Regions from separate parts of the Mus musculus genome. Here all the other regions are linked to region 1. The links are chromatin contacts, called in public promoter capture Hi-C maps. All regions are on one chromosome and are shown on one strand. Each heading gives the region's core, a stretch centred on a gene start, on an enhancer-like site or on the middle of the called end of the contact. The rest is flanking DNA. Distances are from core to core; before and after follow the strand shown. Region 1 holds the start of Riox2 (ribosomal oxygenase 2). Region 2 holds the start of Tbc1d23 (TBC1 domain family, member 23). Region 3 holds the start of Tfg (Trk-fused gene).

Evidence for each region. Promoter capture Hi-C pulls out the DNA fragments that hold promoters and counts their contacts. Capture Hi-C pulls out chosen DNA fragments and counts their contacts.
Region 2: a contact with region 1 is called in a promoter capture Hi-C map of liver, with 4 times the contacts expected there. The contact joins the promoter of Tbc1d23 here to the promoter of Riox2 in region 1. A contact is called at or near these places in 3 of 39 promoter capture datasets (hippocampal neurons and liver) and 2 of 9 other capture datasets (adipose tissue and liver).
Region 3: a promoter capture Hi-C map of liver shows a contact between it and region 1, with 2.7 times the contacts expected there. The contact joins the promoter of Tfg here to the promoter of Riox2 in region 1. A contact is called at or near these places in 5 of 39 promoter capture datasets (the 3T3-L1 cell line, the C10 cell line, liver and 1 more), 1 of 484 Hi-C or Micro-C datasets (B cells), 2 of 115 datasets of contacts at active chromatin or transcription factors (astrocytes and thymic regulatory T cells) and 1 of 9 other capture datasets (adipose tissue).

What each region holds. Positions count from the first base shown.
Region 1 is chr16:59,468,164-59,473,125 of GRCm38.p6, reverse strand. Riox2 (ribosomal oxygenase 2) reads right to left here and starts at 1,351. Exons shown (of 10, transcript NM_025910.3): 1 at 1,181-1,351. 1700022E09Rik (RIKEN cDNA 1700022E09 gene) reads left to right here and starts at 3,888. Exons shown (of 3, transcript NR_040568.1): 1 at 3,888-3,941.
Region 2 is chr16:57,229,889-57,234,831 of GRCm38.p6, reverse strand. Tbc1d23 (TBC1 domain family, member 23) reads left to right here and starts at 3,366. Exons shown (of 19, transcript NM_001358433.1): 1 at 3,366-3,518. The coding sequence starts at 3,466.
Region 3 is chr16:56,714,330-56,718,930 of GRCm38.p6, reverse strand. It overlaps Tfg (Trk-fused gene), which reads left to right and starts at 1,481. Exons shown (of 8, transcript NM_019678.3): 1 at 1,481-1,746.

The DNA.
Region 1 (4,962 bases), core at 102-2,601:
ACAAACCTAGCCAAGTATGGCACAAGACAGTTAAGTCAGAATTTTTCTTCACTTTTTCTTCTTAGCAAATTCTCAAAAGCCTTACTCACTAGCTCCCCAAACAAACAAACCCCCCCCCCCCAAAAAAAACCCCATGACCACCACCACTTGGGAAAGACAGGAGGAGGAGGAGGTTTGCACAATTAGGACTATTATTCTGTACAAGTAACCATAGATATCAATACTCACTAGCAGCCCTGGCAGGGACGTCTCTCTCCATGGTAGCAGTATTTTACCAGCAAAGCGTGGTACACGCTAATGTCTAGATGCACACATCAAACCTAGTGGAGTACCACTTCTGATGCTGGAGGCAGAAATCTACATTCACAGAAGTCCTTAATGAACGAATTGTAGGCCCACTAACCTAGAGAAGACTAGATTGAACTTAGCTCAATTAATCACACCTGACAGTAGTTATACACCATGGGCCTGAGAGATGACTCAGGCGGTAAAGACACCTGCTGTCCACTTAGTTTAATTTCTGAGACCCACATACTGGAAGGAAAGGATTCCCTCAAAGTGTCCACCAACCTCCACCGGTACATCATAGCCTGTGTACATCCACACATAAAATAAATAAAGTGGTGAAATACTTTTTAATTATATATTGCTTGTAAGAAAATCACCAGGCTAACTGAAAGCAATTGTCTTCAGCACCCAGAAAAGTTTTCATTAATTCAGAGATGTCTCACTGAATGGCAGTTATGTTTTTTTGCAGCTTTATATAAACAGAATACGAATTATGTGTATTCGGGGGGTCCATGAGGTCACGAAAGATGCAGCCCAAAAGTTCAGAGGCATCCAGGTATTAAAAAGGAGCTGGTGAAACCCAACTCCCGGCGCCGGAAGTTCAGATCATGACCGCTGGTAGACTTCCTGAAACCTGTTTAGTCACTTGTTGGACATCCTGGAGGCAGGCAGGCAGACAGGCAGTCTTCCTCACGTGGAGATAAAAAGGCAACCTACGCTCCAAGTCCCGAGCTGGGCGACAGTCCCCGCGCCCCTCCTCAGTCCGCGACCGTGGTCCCTGCCCCTCCCCGTCTGCGCGCGCAGCCTGGCTCTAGCTCGCCGGCGTGTGCCGCCCGCCACCAGTCCGGCGGTGCACGTGGCCAGGTCCCCAGCCCTCAGCCACCCGGCTCACCAGTTAGGCCCCAGCCCTCCAGAGCTGCACTTCTCAGCCTGACCCGCGTCCCACGCGCTGCACCGGCACGGCCTGTTGCGTGTCTTCCGCAAGTTGACCCAGCTAAGGCATGGAAGGGCGCGACGGCGTGGTCACGTCCAGGGCGGGCTCCCGAGACGCGGCCCCGCCCACGAGACGCGACCCCGCCCACGAGACGCGGCCCCGCCCCGGACTTCTGGCTCCGCCCCCGGACCACATCCCTGCTCCTGCCTACAGCTACAGGCCTTCCCCTGCTCTGGCCTATGAACCTAAAGGTCACAGAACGTGAATGTGCTTTTTATAGTTGCTACCTTCAAATCTGAAGTTAGAGGGAAATCTATAAATTTGGACAGTTCCCTTTATTAACACACACATACAAGAACATGCTTCTTGAGAGAGTGCTTGTACTCCATCGGTCCACAAAAGATCCAAAACCGTCATTGTATATGGCTTTAATATGTATACGATTGTTATTAACTTAACAATTTTTGTTTGTTTGTTTGTTTTTTGAGACAGGGTTTCTCTGTGTAGCCCTGGCTGTCCTGGAACTCACTTTGTAGATCAGGTTGGCCTCGAACTCAGAAATCCGCCTGCCTCTGCCTCCCGAGTGCTGGGATTAAAGGCGTGTGCCACCACGCCCGGGTAACTTAACAATTTTAGTACCAACCATTTTGTTTAGACTTCATATATTTTCATTCCAATCCTTTTAAGTTTTTCTTTATTTTAATGTCTCAAAACTCACACCCAGTGACATACTTCCTCCAGCAAGGCCACACCTATTCCAAAAAGGTCTCATTTCCCAATCCTTCTCACATTGTGCCACTCCCTAATGTCTACACATTCAGATATATCAGCCTATGGGAGCCACTACTCCTTTTTAAACCATCACAATGCCTGAAAATAAGTCTTAGTGCCAAAGTGTTTTGCATACATGCATGTTTTTACACAGTTGGTTATTTATTAGGTAATGGATTAGCAACTGAGTATCCTCAAAGCATTGGGGTCTACAGAGGGGCAAAAGAGGAACAGTCATGAAATCATATATGACAGTAATTAATAATAAAAAAATCTTTGTTTTTTTCTACATCCACATAGAGGTCAAATTATTTTATATGAAGCATAGCACAGTAATATAATGTATATTAACCAAGTAAAACTTATGAAGAATTTCATCAGCACAAGTGGCTACAATCAAAGGAGCTAATGATAATATCATGAGAGAATCAAATAAAAAATACTTCAGAAAAAGTAGGGTAATATTTTGAGTTGATGTGTTGTATAACTTGATGGCCCTTGCGCAATTAATTACTTCGTTGTGAGTTACACTATACACCATCCTTCATATAAATGAACAAGAACAATTAGATTACTTCAATCTCAGCCGAAACGTGACCTAGAATAACATAGAAAGACAGATAAATGATAGATGGTAGAGATAAAAATTCTATCTTCAAAATGAAATATAGATAAATTCTATATTTAGAAATATAGAGAAATTCTTCTCAAAATACAGACCACATCAGACTTTAAGATCATTTTGTAGACCAGCCATATTTACAGTTTCTACAAGTCATTCCTTTGTCTTGTATTTCCTCCTACTTTTCATTTACATTATCCTTCTAAATCACATTCAATGATTGGAACTCATTGTCACAAAATAGTCTCTCCCCCAACCCTGATCCCCTAGTTCCACATTTATTTAAAAACTATGTAGCAGGTCCTGAGGCCCCTTTCTCATTGATCCAAGATTTAATATACATATGGCCCCAGCTGCAGGCACAACCTAGTTAACAAAACATCTTTTAAGTTATTTCAGGAAAGTGTGATTGCCCTAAAACTTTATCTGATGTGTGGGTTTGTGGTTATAGCACCTCTTTGAAGTGTACAATGCTCAGACATGCCTGCATTAGTGTTCTCTGAAGCGGTGGGTGGGGGTGGGGGTGCTTCCCTCTCTTTATTGCCTGTTGACTTAGCTAGTTTTGGAAATGATGGAGTCTTTACATGACTTTTAAAGGTCATAGGCTTGTATATAAAACTTTAGAAAGTCTTGACTTTGGAAGCATCTCTTCTACACTGGGCTCCATCACAGACCAGTGACATCATAGTACAGCAGGAGATTGTAGCAGCCACAGTGGCTAAAGTGTTACAATGTCAATAACTGCTCCCGTAATTTTTGATTCCAGGGAATAACCATGACTTTACGTGTTGTAAGAGAAGACAGACCCTAAGATAACAAGACTCATGGTTTTCTTCCTTCTTGACTTCTTGATTCCTGGATCCCTTTCTTTATTGTGAGATATTCTTCATTAATATATGTCCTTTCTGTAGTAATATCATGAATAAAGTCACCTTCATAAAACTCCACCCTGTTTGCTGGCAATGGTAGCACACGCCTTTTATCCCAGCACTCAGGAGGCAGAGGTAGGTGGATCTCTGAGAATTCAAGGCCAGCCTGGTCTACAAAGTGAGTTCCAGCTTGGCCAGGGCTACATAGAGAAGCCTTGTCTCAAAAAACAACAAGCAAAATACATCAAAACAAAAAAAAAAGCACAGTGTTTTGATTTACACTGTTGAGAGTCCAACTGAAGTTGAAAAATCAATAGGCTTTTGAAATGAAGCAGAACTTCATGCATTGGTAGAATGTGTTAAGAACATGCTTGTGTGGTAAGAAGAGGTGGCTTCATTCCATAAGTGAGGTCATAGAAGAGTAAAACTTACTGCCAGGAAATTACAGCTGCCTCAGGTACAGAATGGTGCCTTCCCCTTACATAGATGAGGGAGTTGTATAATCTCACTGGAATTTTATATAATAGTAATTATAAGTTAGGAATTGCTATTTTTATTATTCATCTCCATGCTAACATGATAGAATCATATATGGCACAGTTAGAAATGATAGGCTTGAAAGACTCCGAGAGGAGCCCCTTGCTCAGACCTCAGGACAATAGCGGACACCCAAGAACTCATGACAGACCGAGCTTGTTGCAAACCACATGAGGCTTTATTCAGGGAAAGCCAGAGCTCTGGGGATGACTCATATCCCACGCAGGAGTAGAGGAGTCGACCTCAAGGGGAAAGAGTTCCCAGTTTTTATAGGCCCTCATGGGGGAAAGGAGAAGGGGGAGATTAGGGGATTTCCAGATCTAAACAATGTCTATTCTCAAGAAATGGGTATGGGAGGGGTACAAGGAAAGAGTCTAATGAAGGTGCAGCAATGGGCACACACCTGGTCAGAACATTGGCAGACACACAGGTTCAAGGAGTGGCCAGAGCATTGTGCACCTCTATTTTTCTAAATCAGTGAAGCTAGTTCTGCTAACACTGACGTCTATCTTGCCAATTTCAGGGCTTCTGTGTCCTTTTACATTCTGCCAGGATCTTTCAGGCTTTCCTCAGAAAGACTAACCCAGTCTTCCAAAAGTCAAGATAATGCATTGTGGCCACAAATCATAGTTTTGTGATAACTCATAGGCAAAATTTTCATCTCATCTTTTCTTCTCATTTACTGTCTTAGTCAGGGTTTCTAATCCTGCACAAAACAACATCATGACCAGGAAGCAAGTTGGGGAGTATATTAGTCAGGGTTCTCTAGAGTCACAGAACTTATGGATAGTCTCTATATAGTAAAGGAATTTATTGATGACTTACAGTCTGTAGTCCAGTTCCCAACAATAGTCAGCAGCAGCTGTGAATGGAAGTCCAAGGATCTAGCAGTTGCTCAGTCCCACAAGGCAAGCAGGTGAAGAAGAGAGTGTGTGTGTGTT
Region 2 (4,943 bases), core at 2,117-4,616, 2.2 Mb after region 1:
AAATGCAGGCTGGGGACACAACATCTCACTGGATGATGTTGTGAGTGGACAGACAGCATTAGGCACAGGTCACCTCCACATAAGCATAGAACCAGGTTTATGGAAACAATAGAAAAGGATTTTACACTCCTCTGCTCCAGAGAAAGATATATAAATGAAATGTTATAGTTAACAGAAAAAAATACCGTAAGAAAAGTGCTGGTATATTTCATTATGACGTCTCCATCTCTTAAAAGCTTTATTTTTTGGTTTGGTGTGAAGCAGAGATCTATTGCTAGAACTTACTACACTCTTCTTGTGCTTTCCTGCTCATATTTTAAACATGGAATGATCCAGGTAACTAGAAGGACCTTTTGGGTAACGGAAAGAACACTCACAAAAACATGCAGCCAGCTAGACAATGTTCTGTGGGCAGTAAAGACATTGTGATCACAGGGAATGAGGCGTGTTGGGAGACGTGGGAAACTAGAGCTGGAGCCAGAGCAAGGGCCAAAGCAAGGCCTTCTGATGAGAGGACTCACAACCAGAACTATACACACTAGCTTCCACACTAGCTCAGCTGCCTCCTTACCGATAATCCCATGTATTTGTGTGTGTGTGTGGTGGGGTAGTTTTTCAGAAGACCAAGCAAGGTAAAGGAAGATGATGCTGAGAAAGAACAAAAGTAAGATTAGAAAGGGCAGAAGACCTACGTACAGCTGAAATACGCGATCTCCCAGCAGCTTGCATATTAGCAACCCACAATGAGGCAAACACCAGGGAGAATGAATCAGAGGAACCTATTCAAGAATGACAACCAAAAGCATATTAATGTTGTGAGACTTGCACAGGTTGGATGCCCACATAGTTGGTTCTGAACAGGTTAAGGAGAAGTCTAAGGAAGGTTTAAGCTATTTGCACAGAGTGAAAAACTATTTGGAAAAAAAAGTATATATATATATATATATATATATATATGTATGTATGTATATATATCTATCCAGATATCATCTGTTTTTGAGACAGGGTTTCACTGTGTAGTCCTGGTTGTCCTGAACTTACTTTGTAGACCAGGATGACCTTGAACACATAGATCTGCTCTGCCTCTGCCTCCCAAGTACACCTCCACCATCTGGAATAAGTAATATACGTTAATAGAATATTTTACCAAACAGACTATAACATAGTCACTAATTTGATTACAATAAAAATGAACTTCAATAGAAGGCTAGAATGAGCTTGACTGGTGAACAATTGCTTGCATGTCACTGAGTAGTTTTTGAGCCACTTTTCTGCAAGCCTTCCAGAACAACTGAAGGGATCCATCAGAGGATATGTGTCTCAGAATGGCGATCTGACCTAGAGTCACACCTTTTATTTATTTTTGTTTTTTCAAGGTTTATTTATTTATTATATATACATACACTGTAGCTGTCTTCAGGCACCCCAGAAGAGGGCATTGGATCTCATTACAGATGGTTGTGAGCCACCATGCGGTTGCTGGGATTTGAACTCAGGACCTTTGGAAGGGTAGTCAGTGCTCTTAACCACTGAGCCATCTCTCCAGCCGCCACACCTTTTATTTTTTAAAACGGTCATCTATAGCCACATTCTATGTAAAAATGAATTTTCACAATGAAGAACTGAACCTTACACATCTGCTCCAGGCTTGGAATTGAATGTTCAGCTTTTTATTGTCTCTTTTTGGAAGGAGAGCCATCATGTTTTGGTTTATCACTGGGACAGCTGTGCTACATTATTTAAATAGTTTTTAAAATTCTGGAGCATTTTAGGTACCAAAGTATATTTCAGAAAAAAAAATGATGGATACCCTTGAAGGTACCTCTCAGCTCCTAAAAATGAAATATTAAACATTAGAACCAATATAGTGGCAAACACCTCTCGTACTGCTTCTTTGAGCGGCGGAGGCAGGAAGAACACTTGCGCTTAGGAGCTCACAGACACCAGCCCCGGAGTCAAGCCAAACCTGGTCTTGCCGGGTCTCCAAAGCAAATTCTGAGCTCCTCAAGGTTACTAGTGAGACTGTCTCAAAAGACAAAACAAAACATAACCAGCCAACCAATCGAACAGAAACTTACTTTACTTAATTAAAGCTATTTCTGGTCATTCCTGCCCCATCTAAAACTTAATTGTTTTCAGTTTTTCTACACATTACCCCTGCATTTCTCAGTGTGCATGCATCTATTGCTAATATATTGATATCAAACATAAACGATGCCTTTTGTTTGTAATCTGTTTGGTTCATCTAACAATGGCATTTTCAGATTTATCCATAAATTTCATGTAGTTAACTGCATCGTTGTTCCTGGGCTTAAAAATATTTGTTCAGCTCCTCCCTGAATCTGTACTAGGCAAAGATAGCCCAGGGGCTAGTGTTTTGGTAATACTGGTACTGTGGATGAAACCTGGGTGCGGAACAAGGAGGCCCATTTAGAGGGACAAATGGGACTTTGGCTAGGAAGGGAAGGATCTCGGCAGCTTTCTTTTTTTTTTTTTTTTTTTTAAGATTTATTTATTTATTATATGTAAGTACACTGTAGCTGTCTTCAGACACTCCAGAAGAAGGAGTCAGATCTTGTTACGGATGGTTGTGAGCCACCATGTGGTTGCTGGGATTTGAACTCTGGACCTTCGGAAGAGCAGTCGGGTGCTCTAACCCACTGAGCCATCTCACCAGCCCCCCTCGGCAGCTTTCTTAAACTGATTTTTTAAACTGGAATTTCAGTTTCAGAACTACAGTTGATTCTCCTGGCTGTTAGAAGACATATTTAAGATAGAAGACTAGAGTATAATTTTCTTAACTGGATAGCTTGACAGAGTCCTTCGTGTATTTTTATTTTTCTTGTAGCTCTGGTGATTGAATCATTGAGGATGCTGGGCAAGTGCTGTATGGTTTACTAAGTCCCTGGCCTTTTTATTTTTTTGAATGGTCTTTACAAATGATGTGGTATGTCCTTTCCTTTTTTTCTATTCAGCCTACCTTCTCTGTGTGAATTCATACTTGCCCTCCTCTCTCCACTAGCTGGGATTCTCAATTCTGGCTCACACCGGACAGCCAGAGACCCAAACATTAAGACGCCAAGCCAGGATGCTTCACTTTCAGAGTCTCCTCTGAGCCACGCCTGCCCGCAGCGTGGCGCCCCGCCCCATCCCGGAGAACCCCTCCCACTCCCCAGGGTCGGCCCCGCCCACAAGCCTTGTGCCCCGCCCACTCCGTTCGCGGGCCCTTGGCATCCTGGGATTTGTGGTCTTCCATAATCTTCTCCCTCTCGCAAAGCTCCGGGCTCCGCCTTTCGCCCTAGAGACGTGGTGACGTTGCATCCTTCCAATTCCTCGCCTCCTCCCTCTTTCGCTCTGGTGAGTCTCAAGTCTCAGACTTCATAACTCCTTTTACGACACTGAATCTCTGAGACAGTCTCGGTGCCAGGTCCACTTTTCGGCAAAGTGACGTGGACGTCAACAGCAATGGCGGAAGGAGAAGAGCTTCTGCCACTGTCAACGTCGGGCGGGGACAGCTGGTGAGTGCGAGCCCAGGTTTAATTCCCACTGGCCCCTTCTCTTCCTGTTCGCCATCCTGCCTGTCCCCGAGGTGCTGGCTGGCGGGGCGTGGAGCAAAAGGCACCTGTCCTCCTCTGAGCCCCTGCCCCGCCCCCTCTGCTTCAGGGTCCCCTCTGCCCGCGGGCTTCTGCGGCTGGGGCAGAATCCCGGGGACTCAGGGGCCATCCTGGATCTGCGCCTAAGTCAGGTCCTCCCGCTTGGCCCAGCGAAGAGAGTGGCTTCCCCACTGAGTTCGCCGAGTCCCTAGCCAGGGAGTTGGAATGGGCGCACTAAGGAGGAAGTTCTTGGATGGAGATCTCAGACCATTTGAAATGAGATCTTTTGAAATAACCACCGCGACCTTTGACAGTGCAGAGGTCGTGAGATACACCCAGCAAGATTCCTTCTACGTAGTTCAGGGTTGTCTTTAAAAAAAAAAATTATTATTATTAATTTTGTTTATCTCCCAACAGTTTCTAACATTTGTTATTATTATTTTTTTTTCTTCCCCACCACTTTCCTCACAATTTAATTTCATGACTTGGAGGGCGTTTTGAATTTTGTTACTGTTTCTCCCGGGCATTTGCATGTGTCTCTGGGGCTGTGGGAAGATTTGGTTTTTAAAGGAACTCATGTAGCCCAAGGCTGGCCTCGAACTTTCTGAGTGGCTGAGGATGACTGTGGACTTCCAATGCTTTTGCTTTCTCCTCCCGAGTGCTGGCTTGTAAGCTCCATCCTGCCTGGTTTGTGTTGGGCTGGGGATTGAACCGAGGGCTTCCTGTGTGCTAGGACAAGCATTCTACCAACTGTGATACATCCCCAACCCTGCCAATACCTTTTTGGTAGGCATTATTTTTCCCACTGAGGGTCATTAATTTTTGGTGGACACTTCTACTTTTGAAGTTGTGTGTGTGTGTGTGTGCACGTGTATATCTTACAGTTGATCTAACTGTATTGACCAGGTGTAAGACTCATGGATTTTGCTGTTGTTTTTCACAGTGTTTATATATCACTGTCACGGTGTACCTACACACAATGCAAGCCTTTGGTAAATTTGTACTTTACTAATTGAGGACAATAGAAATAACAGAAAGGAATACACGATATAGCAGTTGAGTAGCTGGTCTTCTGGGGACTGACAGGTACACATGTAGCAAGCTAAAGTTAATTTTGTTCTCTGAGATTGTAAATAAGTGTTGTGGGAGTTCAGAAGAGGCAGAAACCATTTCAGCATGCATTACAAAAGCTCATGGAGGCACTGGTGTGTGAGTTAGACTCTGAAGCATCAGTAAGACTTACCTTAACATTGTTCAAAATAGTCACTATAATGTGAGCTACGGAAGGAATTAATTAAAATTTCTTTCCTTTGCCTCATTGAAAACTTAAAAAACAATAACAAAAACCAG
Region 3 (4,601 bases), core at 232-2,731, 2.8 Mb after region 1:
CAAGACATTATAAAGGAATAAGCAAGACAAGGAAAACTCTGAATTTCAGGCCACCACTAAAATTTGTGACTATGAAGGTAAGCTGAAATTATTAACAAAATAGTACCCCAGTTAAGTAGTGAATGAATATATTGTCCTGAAAGCAGACAAGCAACAGTACTAAAGTCCTTTCTGAGCACTGCTACAAAATCTACAACCTCTTCTTTCCAGATTATTCTGGTAATGAGATCTCTGTGTTTCTAGATGTAGATTTTTTTAATAAAAAGTATGCTCAAATTACATCTATAGGCATTGTATGGTTTTTGCACAGATACTATAGGGAACTGTATCCATGTCTAGGACATACGGTATTATAGAAAAGAACATAAAGGAACATAGCAAAAGAACAAATTATAAAGAAAGAAGTCTGTATGAGACCAGAGCACACATCTAAGCTTTCTTCCTGGACACACTTAATTTCTTCCAGCAACAAGTCCCTAAACCATGTGAATAGTCTGCCAGAAGTTACTTGTAAGACTTAGATTGTAGTGTTAGATTATACCACTCCACTTTGCTTTATTTATTTATTTTTCTTCTTCTTCTTGTTAAAGGAGATTACGGGACCCACTGGTTGCTGTGTACTAAGATTCCTGGCACCCAGATTGCAAGCAGATTGAAATGTGTTCAGCGTAAAATACATTTATTCAAACACTTTAGACACAAGGGATGGCTCTTAATAAAGAACAGTGGAAGCATTGTTGAATTCTAGTTGCTCAGACACTAGTCAGGGACCAATGTGTAAGCAGTCTTTTCAAGGGTGAGTCCAAGCCGTGTTTGCTCCTTTGTGACTGAGTCACCTCACTCAGGATGATAATTCTCAAGTTCCATCCATTTAAACACATCCAAAGCAAAAAGAAAACTGAATTTAGGCGAGTGTAGGGTATGGTCAAATCTCTATCCTATAAAAGCCTTCTTGAAGCCTCGGTTTTTACTATCCAAGTTTGTCTTTTGCACCGGTGGGTGTGCCCTCTAAACTCGGATCTTCCTAAATGTTTGGGTAGAGCTTAGCTGGGGAACTGACTCATCCTAGCACTCTTTCGGCAAAGCGTAGGCACTCAATCCTGAATGAATGAATGAATGAACGTGTAGAAAGAAGGCGGAAAAGGGGTTCGTTTTTTCCGAGATGTGACAGACTAGCGCGTAGTCACGACAGCCACAAAGCAACAAGACCCAAACCTTTCTGGACAGATGCCCCACTTCCCCCAGGCTCTCGTAGCAAACCCAGCCCTGCAGACTACGCCCCGCCCACCCAGCAGCCAGACTTAGGAAAGACTGGCTGCCCGGAAAACCGGAAGTGCTGGTAATTCCCTGCGCATGCGTGTCCGCCTCGGCTCGCACTTCCTACACTCGGTCATCCAGTGAGGAAGCCGGGCCGCTCACCCGACGCAGCGGGGTCTTCGCCCGCCCCGCCCCTCACCCACTGCGCATGCGTCCTGACTGGCTTGTGCGCCTGGAGGCGGGGCGCCAGGGCAGTTTTTTTTTTTCTCCCCTTCGCTCCCGCCCCTGCGCTTCCCACCTGCCACGTACGGGACCGTGGCTGTCGCTAGGCTCGTCGGGTGCGTGCGATTGGCCAGCTCTGCGCAGCCTGCAGCTCGGCGAGGCTCGGCGGACGGCGGCGGAGCGGACGGGGTTTGGAAGCCTCCTCTGCGACACCGAGTGAGCCCGCAGCGGCCGGGTCAGCTGAGGTGGACGGCCTCGGCAAGCGGGGTATGTCCGCCGGAGTGAGGCGCGCGTGGCGACTCAAGGAGGAGGTCGGGGGAACCGGGAGGGCCGCAGGGCTTCTGGAACCTCCCAGCGCCGGGTGGGAGGGTGGGGCTGGGGACCGTGGGAAGGGGCTGGGAGGGAGGGCGCAGGGCCCGGGTGAGGCGGACGAGCGGCCCGGCATGGGGGAGGGGCGGCTGGGAGGGAGGGAGGGAGGGGGAGGAGAGGGCGCCCGGCCCGGCCTGACCTGGAGGGCGTTTGGCCCCGCTGATACCCCAAGTCCTGTTCCCTCCGGCCCCAGAGAGTAGAGGGGAGCCTGGGGGTACCTCTTACGGAGGTCGAGAACCAGGGATCGAAGAAGCCTGGGGCGTTTGCTCGGTGCTTCACCCTCTAGAGCAACTTGGAAGGTGGAGGGTGAATCATGGAAGACATAGAAAGGGGGCTTGAGAAAGCCCAAAGCGTTTGTGCCTGATCCCCGGGAGTGGCTTGGACGTTGGAGCGTAGACCTGGAGTTAATCGGTAGATTGAGGACACAGAAAGGAGCCCCATTCGGTCGTACACTCCCGTGCTTAGTGTCCTCTTGGGGCCCTACCCAGTTTTACTGATTACAGTTGCCAACTTTTGTTAAGTTGCCGTCTCTGGGCACGGTAGGGAGAATTGTAGATAGGTAATCTCAAAGATTCTACCAAAGTAGCTTGTTAGGCTCCCTTCGCATGTGCAGAAAGTACGCCGCAGAGAAGAACTTGAGCTCACATAGCTACCAGTGAAAATGGTTACATTCTTGCCATATACACTGCGTGTCATACAGATTTTGAGACCCACTTACAGTTTTAGAATAATCAAGGTTCTTTAAAGAAAGAAAAGAAAAGAGAGAAAGAAAAAATAGAGAAGAAAAAGGAGCCAGTTGGTGGTGGTGCACTCAGGAGTCAGAGGCAGGTGGATTTCTGAGTTCGGGGCCAGCCTGGTCTACAGAACAGCCAAGGCTACCCAGAGAAATCCTGTCTTGGGGAGGCGGGGACAAGAAAAGAAAGAAGGGAAAAAGAAACTTGTTTAGAGGGTGGGCGTTTTAGAAGCTTCTGAAAGAGGGCCTCTTCTCAGGTTAAGCAACAGGTGCCTGAGGCTGAGGTATCCTAGTGCAGGGGCTATGTCCTTGGACACATCAGTGTATCCCAGTTACCAGGAATTTCTTGGATGAAGGTTAAGTTCCAGGTTGAGTCACTTCTGGACTTAGGAAGTAGTAAGACAGCAACGAGATGCATCAGAAAATGCATAGTGATCTTAACAGTAGTTCTAGGAACTCATTCATGTTAATCTCTACCTGCTTAGAGAAAGGCAGGACCAGAGTTGACAGCTGTGTGGACGAGGTTTTCTCTTGGGACAGGAAATAACGGTGGTGCCTGACATTGCTACACAAATGGACAACTTTTAGCTAAGACTGCAGGGAGGAAACTAGAAATGAAACTGGGCCACCCATGGTAGATGTTAAGGATATGTAATGTTAGCTTTTAGGTCCACTGGAGCTGAGTGCTTCCCAGTTCCATCAGAGGGCATATTAATTACCAAGTACATTTGTGCTGGAACTTGGTCTTACTTGGGAGTGTATCTTGATATGAGGTGCCCCTTCTGGCCAGGTAAAGAAGGTACTGTGAGATGGTTCTATGGTTCAGGAACTGAGAGTGTTCAGCTTTCTAAGCACCGGTCCTTAGTCTATATTGCTGACTTATATGGCCTATAGATAGAAGGCAGTAAATGCAGATTTATTGTAAGATCTTCATTCCTGTCAGACTATCAATGAAAGTATGAGATAGTTACTATCTTTCTAAACTTAATATGTTTTAGAGCCTGGGGTAGAGTAGATGTTATGTAAATGTTTTCTAAAGGTGGAGAACAAATTGGGCCAACAATGTAAGAGTTGGTTCTATAGAGGTGTCACGTCATCACAGCCATTAGAAGTCACCTGTGAGACTGATCAAACAAAACCCAACAGTGCTCTTTACATTAAGATAACTGTGGCATCCAGATTGTGGAACATTGTTCCACTTTGTTCTTCTGCTTTGACCTTGTAGTGAAGGGCTGTTTTCATTTGAGGGATAGTTAGACGCAAAGACTAGATAGAGCGTTTATGTGAGGACTACTGGGAGGTTTATATTTAATATTCATGATATAAGCTAGGACTCATGAAAAACAATTCAAGATGAATAGTTTGGTGATTTGGTGAGGGATTTTCCACATTAAAGGGGCGGGGGTGAAAATGGAGGTTCAGTAAGTTTTAGGGAAGGAGACAGAAAGCTGGCAATAGTGAAAGTTCAGGAATGAAAGCAGAGTAGCCTGTGGGAGGTTCAGGACAGCTTAAATGGTGCTCTTGGTCATTTACTTGGAACAGGTAAAAAGAGTAGGAACATTCTGTGTCTATAGATAAGCATGTTAAGGAATTACTTGGCCTTGCAGAAAAACAAATATTAACCCATTACTTGATCCTAAATATGCACTTTTATAGTAGTAATTTGAATTACTAAAAGTCTTAAGGTTCAGAATTAGGATTATAAATTCATAGGACAATCATATTGAATAACCTGAAATGAGATAATAATAAGAAAAACCCATGAGGGGAAAATTCTGTAGCAAGCCAGTATCAAATAGCTACTTTTACCATTTAAAAAAATACATTTTTTTAACGTGGTACCAAGTATTTATGGAACCCAAAGCCTTATGCATACTAAGCAAGCACTGTACCACAGATCAATGTCCTTTTTTAGAGTCTGGTAGCCTGGACTGATCGATCGATCAATTATTTATTTATTTATTTATGGTTTTCCTAGGCAGGGTTTCTCTGTGCAGCCCTGGCTGTCCTGGAACTCACT